3 separate regions of the Mus musculus genome follow, and regions 1 and 2 are each linked to region 3. A link is a contact called in public promoter capture Hi-C data. All regions are on one chromosome and are shown on one strand. The core of a region is the stretch at or near the end of the contact, and the rest is flanking DNA. Distances in the headings are between cores, read along the strand shown.

Region 1 (3,673 bases), core at 960-3,459, 720 kb before region 3:
TGAATGAAGTGTCCACTATGGCTAGCCCTGTTGTACACAGGGGGAAACTGAGGGCACCAGCTTGGTCTCCAGCCAATCCTAGTTTTTAATGCTCGGCTGTGCTGCAACCAAGTCCCCAATGCCTACCCTGGATTCTGACGGAGTCTCCACACTTCTCAGCATTCTATCCCTGTGTAGTAACTGTGCCCACCTCTCCACTAGGCTCTTGGAAGGCTGCAGCCCCCTCTACCCTCACCCCCCCACACACACACACACCTGGACTCCTGGGGTCCTCATCCCAGATCTGGTGCCCCAGATCTCCCCTGCACTTCCTTTTTCTCCAGCTAGAGGGCTTCCCAGAAGACTTCCAGCCCTGCCTCTTCTGCACTCCAGCGCCACTAAAGACCATCCTGTCCACTAAGGTCATTTCTCAAGGTCACACTGAGTGGGTAACAGAGCCGGGGCTGGAGCTAGGGGCCTGAACTCCTGGCCATTCCCTTTATTGCTTAGAGCTGACACCACCTAGTCCCTGTGTTCTGTAGTTAAGCTGCAGCCAAGAGCCCTGCCCAAGAAGGGAGAGAAGGTGTGAGACTCTGATAAGGTGGGCTGGGCTATTTTTAGAGGGCTCTAACTTCCCACTTAGGATGCGAGGCACCCAAGAGCCAGTGGCTGTCTAAACCGTGGACTGCAAGGCTAGCTCATTAGAGAGCAGATGCCAGAGTGACAGGCGCCCTGTCTTCACTCTGCCTGTTTGTTGTGAGGTTTGAAGTCGGTGAGAATCTTCCTATTGGGTGATTCCCCTTTCACTCATTTATCTGTGAAGCCCGGAGATAGCTTTAGAGAAAACGGAGCGATCTTCAGGATCTATTACTAGACTCTCCACACTATTACTCCAGCCTGGGAAAGTCCCAGACATTAGCAGATCACAAAAGAGGGGTGCAGAGTCCCCAAACCTGCCAGGAAAGGTCGGTAGAGACAGGAAAGGCAAGCAGACTGCAGTGGGGGTTGGCATGACCTTGAGCAAAGGGTTCTGAAGCCCTTACAGGGGCAACAGTGGGACCCAGGGTGAAAGATAAACCCTGTGGGAGGGAGCCCCCACTAAGAAAGAACCCAGAATCTGGGTTTAGAGTCTGGCTCTGCCAGGTCTTCGGAATCTCATGGGGAAAGCTGAGAGAGGTAACTAAACAGAGAGCTGGGGAGGTTCCGGGTTAAGGGAGTTATCACAGGTGCCACACAGGGAACTGAATTGCCTGAGCCTGCCCAGTTCATTTGGTCACTTGTTTTGCCGAGGTGCTGCTAGCAACTCAGCCTAGAGATGCTCCCAAACACCCCAGGCACACTTCCCAGGCTATTCCGAGGGCCACAGTGGGTCCTAGGCCAGGATTTGAGTTCCAAGAGCCACCAAAGTCTCTGACTTTTGCAGCTGTGTCCTCAGCATCCTTACCCTGCCTGAAACTGCAGAACAGGTGCAGGGGAGTGTAGGCAGTTCAGAGCACGCCCTGGCCACTCTCGTGGCCCCGGGTACCATCTCTTTGAAGGACCCTAACTTCACCTTACAAACAGGAAAACGAGATCCAGAAAAGAAAGGAGGGTTGCCTAGGCCGCCCCTCAAACTGGAGACAACCAGTGGCCTCCTGCCTCTACCTGGTTGCGCGCAGCGAGGCAAGCGCAGCTGGTGCTTTAAACCTCAGCTAGTTCCAGCAGTTTGGGAAACTTTTCAGGCGCCGGCCAGATCGGTGCTCAGAGGACTCAGCGTCCCCCGAGCGTGTATCCCCTTCCTCCCCAGACTCCCAGGAGGGCTCGTGACCAGCTCACAACGTGCCAATGCCCAAGGCACCCCGGGCGGCTCCCAAGGTCCCCGGGAGACCAGGTCTAGTGCCCCGGGCGCCCTGACTAGGGTTGGGCGCATCAGGCTGCAGGGACGCTTAGCGCCAGCGACCCGATCATCAGGCTGGGGAACCGGACCCCGATCCCCGAAGGCCACCCGAGGCGGCGGCTATTTATAGAGGGAACCGTGCTCAGTCCCTTCTCAGCGGCTGCGACAGCTGAATATTTTGCCCAGATATGGCTGCGCCCCGGCGCGGCGGCAGGGAGCCCCGCGAGGCCGAGGGGGACCTAGGGATGGCGGGCGGGGGGTCTTACCGGGATGCGGGGTGGCGCGAGCGCGGGCGGCGGCAATGAGCGGAACGCGGGGCTTGGCGAGTTCCCTGGCGGCCGCGGGTGGGAAGCCGGGGGCGGGCCCTGTTCTGCTGTCACCGCGCCCCGCCCCAACCCGCCGCCCTCCCCGCCCTCCTGCTCTACCAGGGGCGACAGGGTGCTGCGCGGTCCCCGGCCTGGGAGCAACACTCGCTATTAGGATCTAGGGCCACCCCAGCCCCGGAGGCAGGGGAATGTGTGGTTCCCTGCCTTGTTCTCGGTTTCTCCAACTTGATTTTATGCTACGTTGGAGGTATCTGGACAAAGTCGCGCAGATCTTTACTCTCGTCTAGAATGTTCCAGTAAAGTCAGCACAGCTACACCTAGCTTCCTTTGAAGAGGCAACCTGTCCCCTCGGCCAGGACTGGCACGGGCCCAGGGCTTAATAACCATCTGTGGACGTGCAATTCCAACGCAGAATTGAACGCCTTCTCCCTACACAGCATTGAGACTGGAGCGTCCGAAATCACCACTTAAAATAATCGGAATGAAAGTTCCTCCTTCTTAAAAGGCTAATGTGTTCTCTCCAGAACAAACCACTTAAACCCAAACCGAAGCCTTTAAGTGTTTCAATAAACAAACGGCTCCTACCAACGAATCCAAACAGGCACAGGGAACATCTCCGTTGGATTATCCTACCGTATTTTTTGGTGAGGGAAATCTTAATTCCTAGATGCCTAAGGAGAAACGCTGAAAAGTATTTTCCTAATGCATTACTGTATTATAAAACCCTCGCCCTATTAAGAATGTCCTTTTCAAGGGAGAAGTGGGGTGTATTTTTAAACAAAGCAGGGACTTACTATTCCCAAGGACTTATTTTTAAGCGTTTTGTTGTGGGTGTAAATACTTTCAGGGCACATATTAGTGTGTAGCTTTCTGAATTTTATAGTAAGAACACCTGTGCAAGCCAACCAACAGCCTGACCCCGCTCCCCAGTCACCCACCTCTCCCTTCTAAGACACTGTTTTGTGGACCCTTCCAGAAGTCTTGCCCTTATTGTCAGGTTGGTGCCTCTTGCTCGCTGCTGAGGCTAATTTGTGACGCACCATTCTTTCCTACTGTTCAATTTATAGGTTTCATCCCCAGCGAATTTACCATATGAACATAATATGGTATTTCCATATGAATGCATCCTATTTTAAAAGTGTACTTTGCTAGTAGTGGAAATTCAGAATATTAGTGTGGCTCAGATTATTCTTTCTCATGGTCTGCAGGAAGCTGAGTTGGAGAGTTGAGTCTCTAGGAGAGATGAGCAGAGGATTAATGCTACTTGCAAGTGGTTCCCACTTAAGTTAAACCACTTCGGTTTAACAAGAATTGCTACATTGTAGCTACACTGGTAGAGAGGAGCCGCATTCATTGAGGCTTTGATCCACAACACCAATGCCCTGTGTTCACATTTGCTGACACCTTTTTGTTTATTGGCCAGCTGGATTTTCTTTTTTTGTGAAGTGTTCGTTCAAACTTCTTGCCTATTTTTACCGAAATACCCAATATA
Region 2 (3,406 bases), core at 902-3,401, 820 kb before region 3:
TTCTAGACAGCCAGGACTACATACATAGACAGCCACATAAAGACCCTGTCTCAAAAACAAACAAACAAAAGAGTCTAAGACTGAGTTAGATTTGATACTTTCCATTTACCATAGCCCTTTCTGTGACTCTAAATAAACTACGGGAACTTTATTGATTAGCAACCTTGTAGTATCTCTGTGAATCCCCAATCATATAGTCCTAACAGAAATGTTCAAGTGGCCCAGTGAGGTAAGAGGCTCATCTAAACTCCCCGGTCTCACAACTTCTACCCTCACTTTCTCTCTTCTACCAACAATGACCTCCTTGCTGTCTGTTCTCTAACACGACAGAAATGTTCTAACCTTAACTCACGGTTTCCTTTGGACCTCTGCTTCCTCCAAGCATCCACACGGCTCATCCTCACATCACTGAAGCCATAGGCCATCTGCAAGGAGGCCTTACCTAACCAGCTTCTCTCTCACTTTGGTCTCTACACCCTTTACCTCACATTATTCTCCACAACCCCGTGACCTTATAACGAATTGCACTATACCGCTGTGGGGTTTGTCTTAACCCAGGGGAGGGAGCCTCCACTGTTCTACTGCCTCCTACTCCACTGCAAGCACAGAAGCTAGGAAACTGTTTAGCAAGTCGGCACTCCTGATGTATTAGGACATTCTCTCAGGTACTACTGGCAGAAACCTGGGGCTCCACTATATGGGATTCGCTTGGTTGTCTTAACATTCCAAGGGAGGAAGCTAACCCAATTAAACTTGGGGGAGGGAGGGCTTTTTTTCTCAACGATGTCAGCATTTATCTGTGTGTATCACCTCTGAGACATTAGCAGTTGACAAAATAAACATCATCATGAACTACTGGTGAGCACAATATCTCATTTAGCCCCCCGTAGAAACCAAATGGCTTAGTATTATCCACAGTCCACGCTTAGGTTTAAGAAGTCATATGACCCTGACAAGATCACATAGTAAATAATCGAGATGTCGAGCTTCGAACCTAAACCCTTCGGTTCTAAAGTTTTTTCTTGCCTTAACCCTTTGGACCTAACACTAACAGCTCCAAGTGTGTTCTTGAAAGGCAATAATGGTGCAACAAAACAAAATTTATGGCAACACAACGACGTCCTTGCCGGCGACCATCAAAACTGACATGAGAATTAATAATCTGCTCGGGTTTTCCTGCACTTTCTTATAAGGGAAATATGCTTAAAGCCAATCCAACAAAACACCCCGTGCCTGTTTATTAGTGACCTCTGGGGTGTTGGTATTCTTTTTTTGAAGCCTAAAAGAGGGGAATCAGCGGGTGGCAGGTGGAGGAGAAGGGCTCAGATTGCAATACATCCGACCTCTGTCATAGCTTTGTTCTTTTCCTGTCTTCCCAGGGTCCTTTCCAAGTACACCCTGGAGGGCTAAAAGGAAAACACTGGTCCACTAGATATATCTCCTCCACTAAGTGATCCTAAGAGGCAGCAGCAGACAGACACACGTGCGGTTTCCATGATCAGTAGTGAGGGATTAAGTCCTCAGTGTCGCGGGACCCCAGGTCGGATTTGCTCACGGGATTCACCAGGCCTTCCTTTCCCATGACTGAAGGAGATGGGGTAGCAGGGAGGCCGTCGCTTTCCCGAAGCCACTATCCACAACCGAGCCAGCAGCCTCCCTTTGGGGCTCCCCGAGCCCTCCCGGGGAGAAAGGATTCCTATCCGTTCCCGGGAGACTGAAGGCGAGCCCGGCCTCGGTTCTCACCCGGACGCAGTGGCCAGGCCGAGAGCACTTACCATCGTTCTCGTAGCTGTGCCGCCTCCGCGACATGCTGCTTGCTGGTGCGCAGCCGATCTGAGTTGCTAGCCGCCTGCAACCCCAGAACCGTCGGGCTGCCGGCCGGCCGGTGCGCGGTCAGCGGCGAGGCGCGCGGACTGAGCGGCGCGCAGGCGCACTCGCTTACGACGCCTGCCGGAAGCGCGTGCAGAGGGGCACCGGATGGGCTCCGCAGTGGAAGGCCGGCGTCTGCAAGTCCAATTGCGGCCGCCTCCTCCGGCTTTCCACCCCGGGCCCTTCTGGACAGCGAGCTAAATTATCCGGGCCGCAGCGATCCCGCCTCGGCTTTATACAGGCCCGGCGGGATTTTCCCGGCGGCCCCTGCGCCGACGACTTAGGAGACTTCCGGAGAAAGGTGACGGCTCAGGGACTCTCTGCGCACGCGCGCGCCGGGGGGCGTGGGCTCGAGGGCGGGGAGCAGCGCCAAGTTGGTGAAGGGAGACCCAGGAAAGGCCTAGGGTTTGCGGGTAGGTGTTCTCTCTTTCTCTCTCGCCATCCCGCTGTAGACGCCTCGGGAGACCTGAGCGGGGAGGAGGGCAAGCCACTTTCAGCGGTAGGGAATCCAGGCCCGTCCGGCTGAATCTGCTCACTGTAGTCCTACTGCCTACTTCTCCCAGCTGACGGACGCCCCAGCTACTGATCGGTGTGGTTCCAATTGTTCTATTCCTCTGCACGTGTACAGTATGTGGACGTCCTCTGCCCTGTGATGGACACCAAACTGTCTTGTCCATGGTCTAGCCCAAACTTTTCCTTCAGTCTTACCTGTTACAGTAAATGGCCGTTTCGGTAGTTTGCTTAAATCCAAGAATTTAGGGAGGAGTCATTAGCTCCTTCACTTCCTGTGTTACAGTTTATCCACTAACACTGCCTGCTATACTCTGAGAGCAAGTCTAGTCAAACTTATTTACTATGCTTAAAACTCTTCACAGACTTAAAGCAATATTTTATGTATTTGTAAGTCTGTACATCATCCTGGAACTGGAGTTTCAGACTCTCTGTGAGCAAGGAGGAGAGTGCGCGGGAGCGGGGTGGGGGTGCTGAATCCCGGGTCTTCTGCTAGAGCAGTAAGCACTCTTAACCAGTGAGCCATCTTGCCATCTTTCCGGCTCTACTTCTCTTTGTTTATTTTAAAGATTATCGTTTTTCTATTCTTTTCATTTATTTATTCGTACATGCAAGCAATCCATCTTTCCAGGAATTTCCACTGCGAATTCCAAACTATGGCTTCTTGGGTTCTGTTCCCGTCATTGTGTGTAAACCACCATGTTCTTCTGCTAAAGTCCAGCTTGTTCACATTTTAGGAATCAAGACTTATTTTCTTTATCTGTTGGTCTCTGCTCTGAAATTTACATGACTAACTGTCAGGGACCTACAGAGTTATTTCTCTGACTCCTCAACTCTTGCTTTATTTCATTCAGCAAGTACTATATTGTATTAATTAACATTTGTCACCGTCTGTACATGGGACAACGAGACGGTGTTCAGGATACTGAAGCCCTAAGTGACCCTCTCAGGAATGATCACAGGTACTGTAGTCTGACGGACTTAATAGCAAAGGGCGAGTGGTACAAATTATCACTCATCCTTTGCT
Region 3 (3,627 bases), core at 70-2,569:
GACTTAGCCGGGCTGGTACAAACTTCGGGAGTCTGACTCCAGTTTATTTTTATTTATTTATTTATTACTTATTTAAACAGTAAAACTTTCAAAAGAAAAAAAAAAAGGTTTTCTTGTGACAACTATTACCACAAAGCTTAGGACACGGTTATATCTAAACTCCCTTGCAAAGTGCATGTTTTCTTGAAAAGCACCATGACCTCTTCCACAAGAGTGGGTTCTGTTGACTGAGAAAACATGCTCAGGAGAAGAGCCTAGGGAGGAAAGGTTTTTATAATCATAATAGCAAACTCTTTTTCAAATCCATGAGATCTCTCTTATAAGGATGGAGTCTATGGACTGGAAATGCTCAGGAAAAGGGGGATTCAGGTGAGAGCTAGCTCCACAGAATGGTAAAATTACCTGGTATTCAACAACCTCCATTCCAGCCTTCCAAGTGAATAGCTGTCAATTTCTTCCATTGAAGAAAAAGATCTGCATGTTTAACAATTCTGGTTTCTATAGGACTACCTGGAAGCACATGCCCTCCTACCCTCTACACAAAAGCCTACACAGCCTTTTTTTGAGGCTGCTAAGCTTGTATTGAGTTAGGAGGTTGAGGTTGAGGAAGAAGTTAGCCAACTTGACAATTCATCACCTGTTACCTAGCCGTGGCTCCTCTCCTTATCTGCCTACCTCGGAGTCTTACTCTCAGTCTTTCAATAGCACTAATTAACAACTTGGCTGGGGCACTTGTATTTCAGTTGTCCCTTATATCCAGGGATTAAATGGCTTGCCAGCATTTTACCAAATTTGCAGGAATTGTGATGCCCCTTCCCTAAAAAAAAAATCTATAAACTCGAGTTGGCAGCAAAGCATCAAGCAACTGATCTCAGTCAATGCCAAGGCCTTCAGTGCTGTTGGAGAACTGAATCAATTACTCATTGAAGATGCCGACAGAGAAACGCTGGTTTCACAGATAACCCCAAAGTCAGAAAACTGTAAGTTCTTAAGTTCTTGCACATTGTGGGTTTTGGATTTAACAGTTTCTCACATAGCTGTTAGTGTGCTCCCAAAGAAGTAGCTGGGAGAATTCCTGAGTTACCGATGTTCCCAAGCCACTGAAGAGATGAACTCAAGTAGGTGAAAAGGTGTGATGTGTGTGGGAGGAGGTGGGAGATTGTTACATTAGGTACCGTGAAGCTACAGACACAGGGCAGGGAGTAGCACCCATGGGATGAAGCGAGTATCTCCCAAGCTCAAGTCCAACTCAGAAAGCCCACAACCACCGGAAAGAGATGACCCTGGTGGGCGGGTAGCGGAAGCGGAAGTAGATACCGGAAGCTGCGATGGTGACGCCTGCCATGGCTGAAGTACTGTCCGCGGGACCGGAGTCGGTGGCGGGCTGCCGAGCACGGGCCGTGCACAAGGTGCTGAATCAGGTGGTTCTCCCCGGGGAGGAGCTGGTGCTGCCGGACCACGAGGACGTAGACGGCCTTGGCGGCGCCGGGGAGCAGCCGTTACGCCTGAATGCGGGTGCGCGCCCGAGGCTGCGCGTAGTGTGTGGCCCAGGTTTGCGACGCTGCGGGGACCGTCTGCTGGTCACCAAGTGTGGCCGCCTGCGTCACAAGGAGCCCAGCGGAGGCGGCGGCGGCGTTTACTGGGTGGACTCGCAGCAGAAGCGGGTGAGCGGATGTCGGAGAGGCGGCGCTGCCGCGAAAGTGGGCCCCCTGCAAGCGATCATAGGTTAAGGCGAATCTAGAGCCGCGGTGGCTTCTAGCCCCCTCTCTGCATCTTCTTTAGAGGAACCACAATAGGAACACATCCTGAGAAGGGTGACAGGAGAGAAAGGTTCCGTGAGATCTTGTCTTGAAAAACCCAAAGCCTCGGGGTTGCCATTTGGTGTCCCAGTTGCAATGAGTCCAAATAAATCACAGGGAATTAAAATTCCCATAGAATAATTAAGAGCTTTCACTTAGGAATAATGTCAAATGGAGTGGGTTTCCTTGAATGTAAAGATTCTTGTGCCACCAGACTTGTAAAGGATGCTGAGAAAACTTGAAACTTGATCAAGTGTGAATTAGACGTTCATAAAGTTGGACTGGTGCGGGCCGGTTTTGTAGTTGCAGCTACATGGGGAGTATGAGTTGGCTGGATAGGTTGAGACCCACCCTGATCAACCTAGATGAAAGTTTCAGAAGATATTTTGTAATGATATTTGTATTATTTATGACTGTTCTTTCATTCTGCTTTTAGTATGTACCTGTGAAAGGGGACCACGTGATTGGCATAGTGATCGCTAAATCTGGAGATATATTCAAAGTTGATGTTGGAGGGAGTGAGCCAGCGTCTTTGTCTTACCTGGCATTTGAAGGGGCAACTAAAAGAAACAGACCAAATGTGCAGGTAATAATGGGAGTCTTTGGTTTCAACAAGAAAAAATATCCACTCCCGAGAAAGTTAACTATCCAGAGGGCTACTTGAATTGTCTTCAAAGCATAAACCAGTTCTCCAAGACAGTTTATAAGAGTTTCTCAGGCGCTGCGGCTCCAGAAGTATTGCTGTATGTCATGTTTGCAGCCTTGGTTCTTTTCTACCGGGTTGAAGAGTTACATCTGCTATCCCCCTCCTTACCTGTCATGTCTGAATCCACCCCATGAGGAAAATGGCCCTAGTCTAAGGGCCATGGGCACTATTGGCTATCTGTTCATCATGGCTCTAAATCCTTGGAGCTGGAGCTGACAGAAGAGTAATCTTGTTTCTGTAGGTTTTCAGGTTGGGCTTTCTGGGTAGTTTAGCCATGTTCTTCCTGAACACCTGAGCCAGAAATGTGCTGGCCTCTCTGCTGCTTTTTCTTCAACTCTCAAGGGTCTTTAGTCACTCAATCTTATTTGTTCCTTCTCTTATCTTTTGTATGCCAACCCCTTTGTCTCACTTTTGACAGGAGCGGGCAACAATCTTATGAACTCATTAAAAAAAAAAATCTCATTAAAAAAAGGATTGTTCAAATCACACAGAGAGCATTGTACTCAGGGGTCTTTCCTCGTGGTTTCTGTTACTTCATGGAACCATATTTAAGCTTCACAGTGTAACTGGGCTTTGTTTCCTTCCCTTGGGTCTTTATTAATGGTGTTCCTGTTTGGAGCTGTGTCCTCAGCCCTAGGAGACATCACCTTTGAGGTCCAGGCTGACTGAGTTGATGACTGTCTCATCGTCACTTGTCCTGCATATTCACCACACACTGGGTTCATTCTCATTGCCCTGTGCAGGACCACATGCCCAGGAAGCCGGAAAAGGTGTAATGATTCCCGCTAGGTTTTGTAATCACCCACAACAGTGGGGACTTACAAGGCATTTTTAAAGTATGCACAGGAAAGTGTGCCTACATGTATGTTTTTGCACGCTGTGTGACAGCTTCTTGTGGAGGTCAGACAGGAAGGTCAGGTCCCCTGAAACTTGAGTTATGACAGGTTGTGAGCAGCTACACGGGTGCTAGAAACCAAAGCTGGGTCCCCTACAAGAGCAGTAAGTACTCTTAGCCCACGAGCCATCTCCAGCTCAACAGTGGGTATTTTTAATGTTGAAGAGAACAAATTTATTGTTTCCTTAGCTTCATTTTAAAGTTCAGTTTTGTAACATTTTAAAGCA

What was found. Promoter capture Hi-C pulls out the DNA fragments that hold promoters and counts their contacts.
Region 1: a promoter capture Hi-C map of cranial neural crest shows a contact between it and region 3. The contact joins the promoter of Tmod1 here to the promoter of Exosc3 in region 3. A contact is called at or near these places in 2 of 39 promoter capture datasets (the 3T3-L1 cell line and cranial neural crest).
Region 2: a contact with region 3 is called in a promoter capture Hi-C map of liver, with 6 times the contacts expected there. The contact joins the promoter of Ncbp1 here to the promoter of Exosc3 in region 3. A contact is called at or near these places in 13 of 39 promoter capture datasets (the 3T3-L1 cell line, 3T3-L1-derived adipocytes, the C10 cell line and 8 more), 5 of 115 datasets of contacts at active chromatin or transcription factors (bone marrow-derived macrophages, embryonic hindbrain, embryonic stem cells and 2 more) and 3 of 9 other capture datasets (adipose tissue, embryonic stem cells and liver).

Annotation. Positions count from the first base shown.
Region 1 is chr4:46,037,758-46,041,430 of GRCm38.p6, reverse strand. It overlaps Tmod1 (tropomodulin 1), which reads right to left and starts at 2,209. Exons shown (of 10, transcript NM_021883.2): 1 at 2,122-2,209.
Region 2 is chr4:46,137,256-46,140,661 of GRCm38.p6, reverse strand. Ncbp1 (nuclear cap binding protein subunit 1) reads right to left here and starts at 2,151. Exons shown (of 23, transcript NM_001033201.3): 1 at 1,776-2,151. The coding sequence starts at 1,809. Tstd2 (thiosulfate sulfurtransferase (rhodanese)-like domain containing 2) reads left to right here and starts at 2,187. Exons shown (of 10, transcript NM_173033.3): 1 at 2,187-2,282.
Region 3 is chr4:45,318,308-45,321,934 of GRCm38.p6, reverse strand. Exosc3 (exosome component 3) reads left to right here and starts at 1,319. Exons shown (of 4, transcript NM_025513.4): 1 at 1,319-1,664; 2 at 2,236-2,385. The coding sequence starts at 1,344.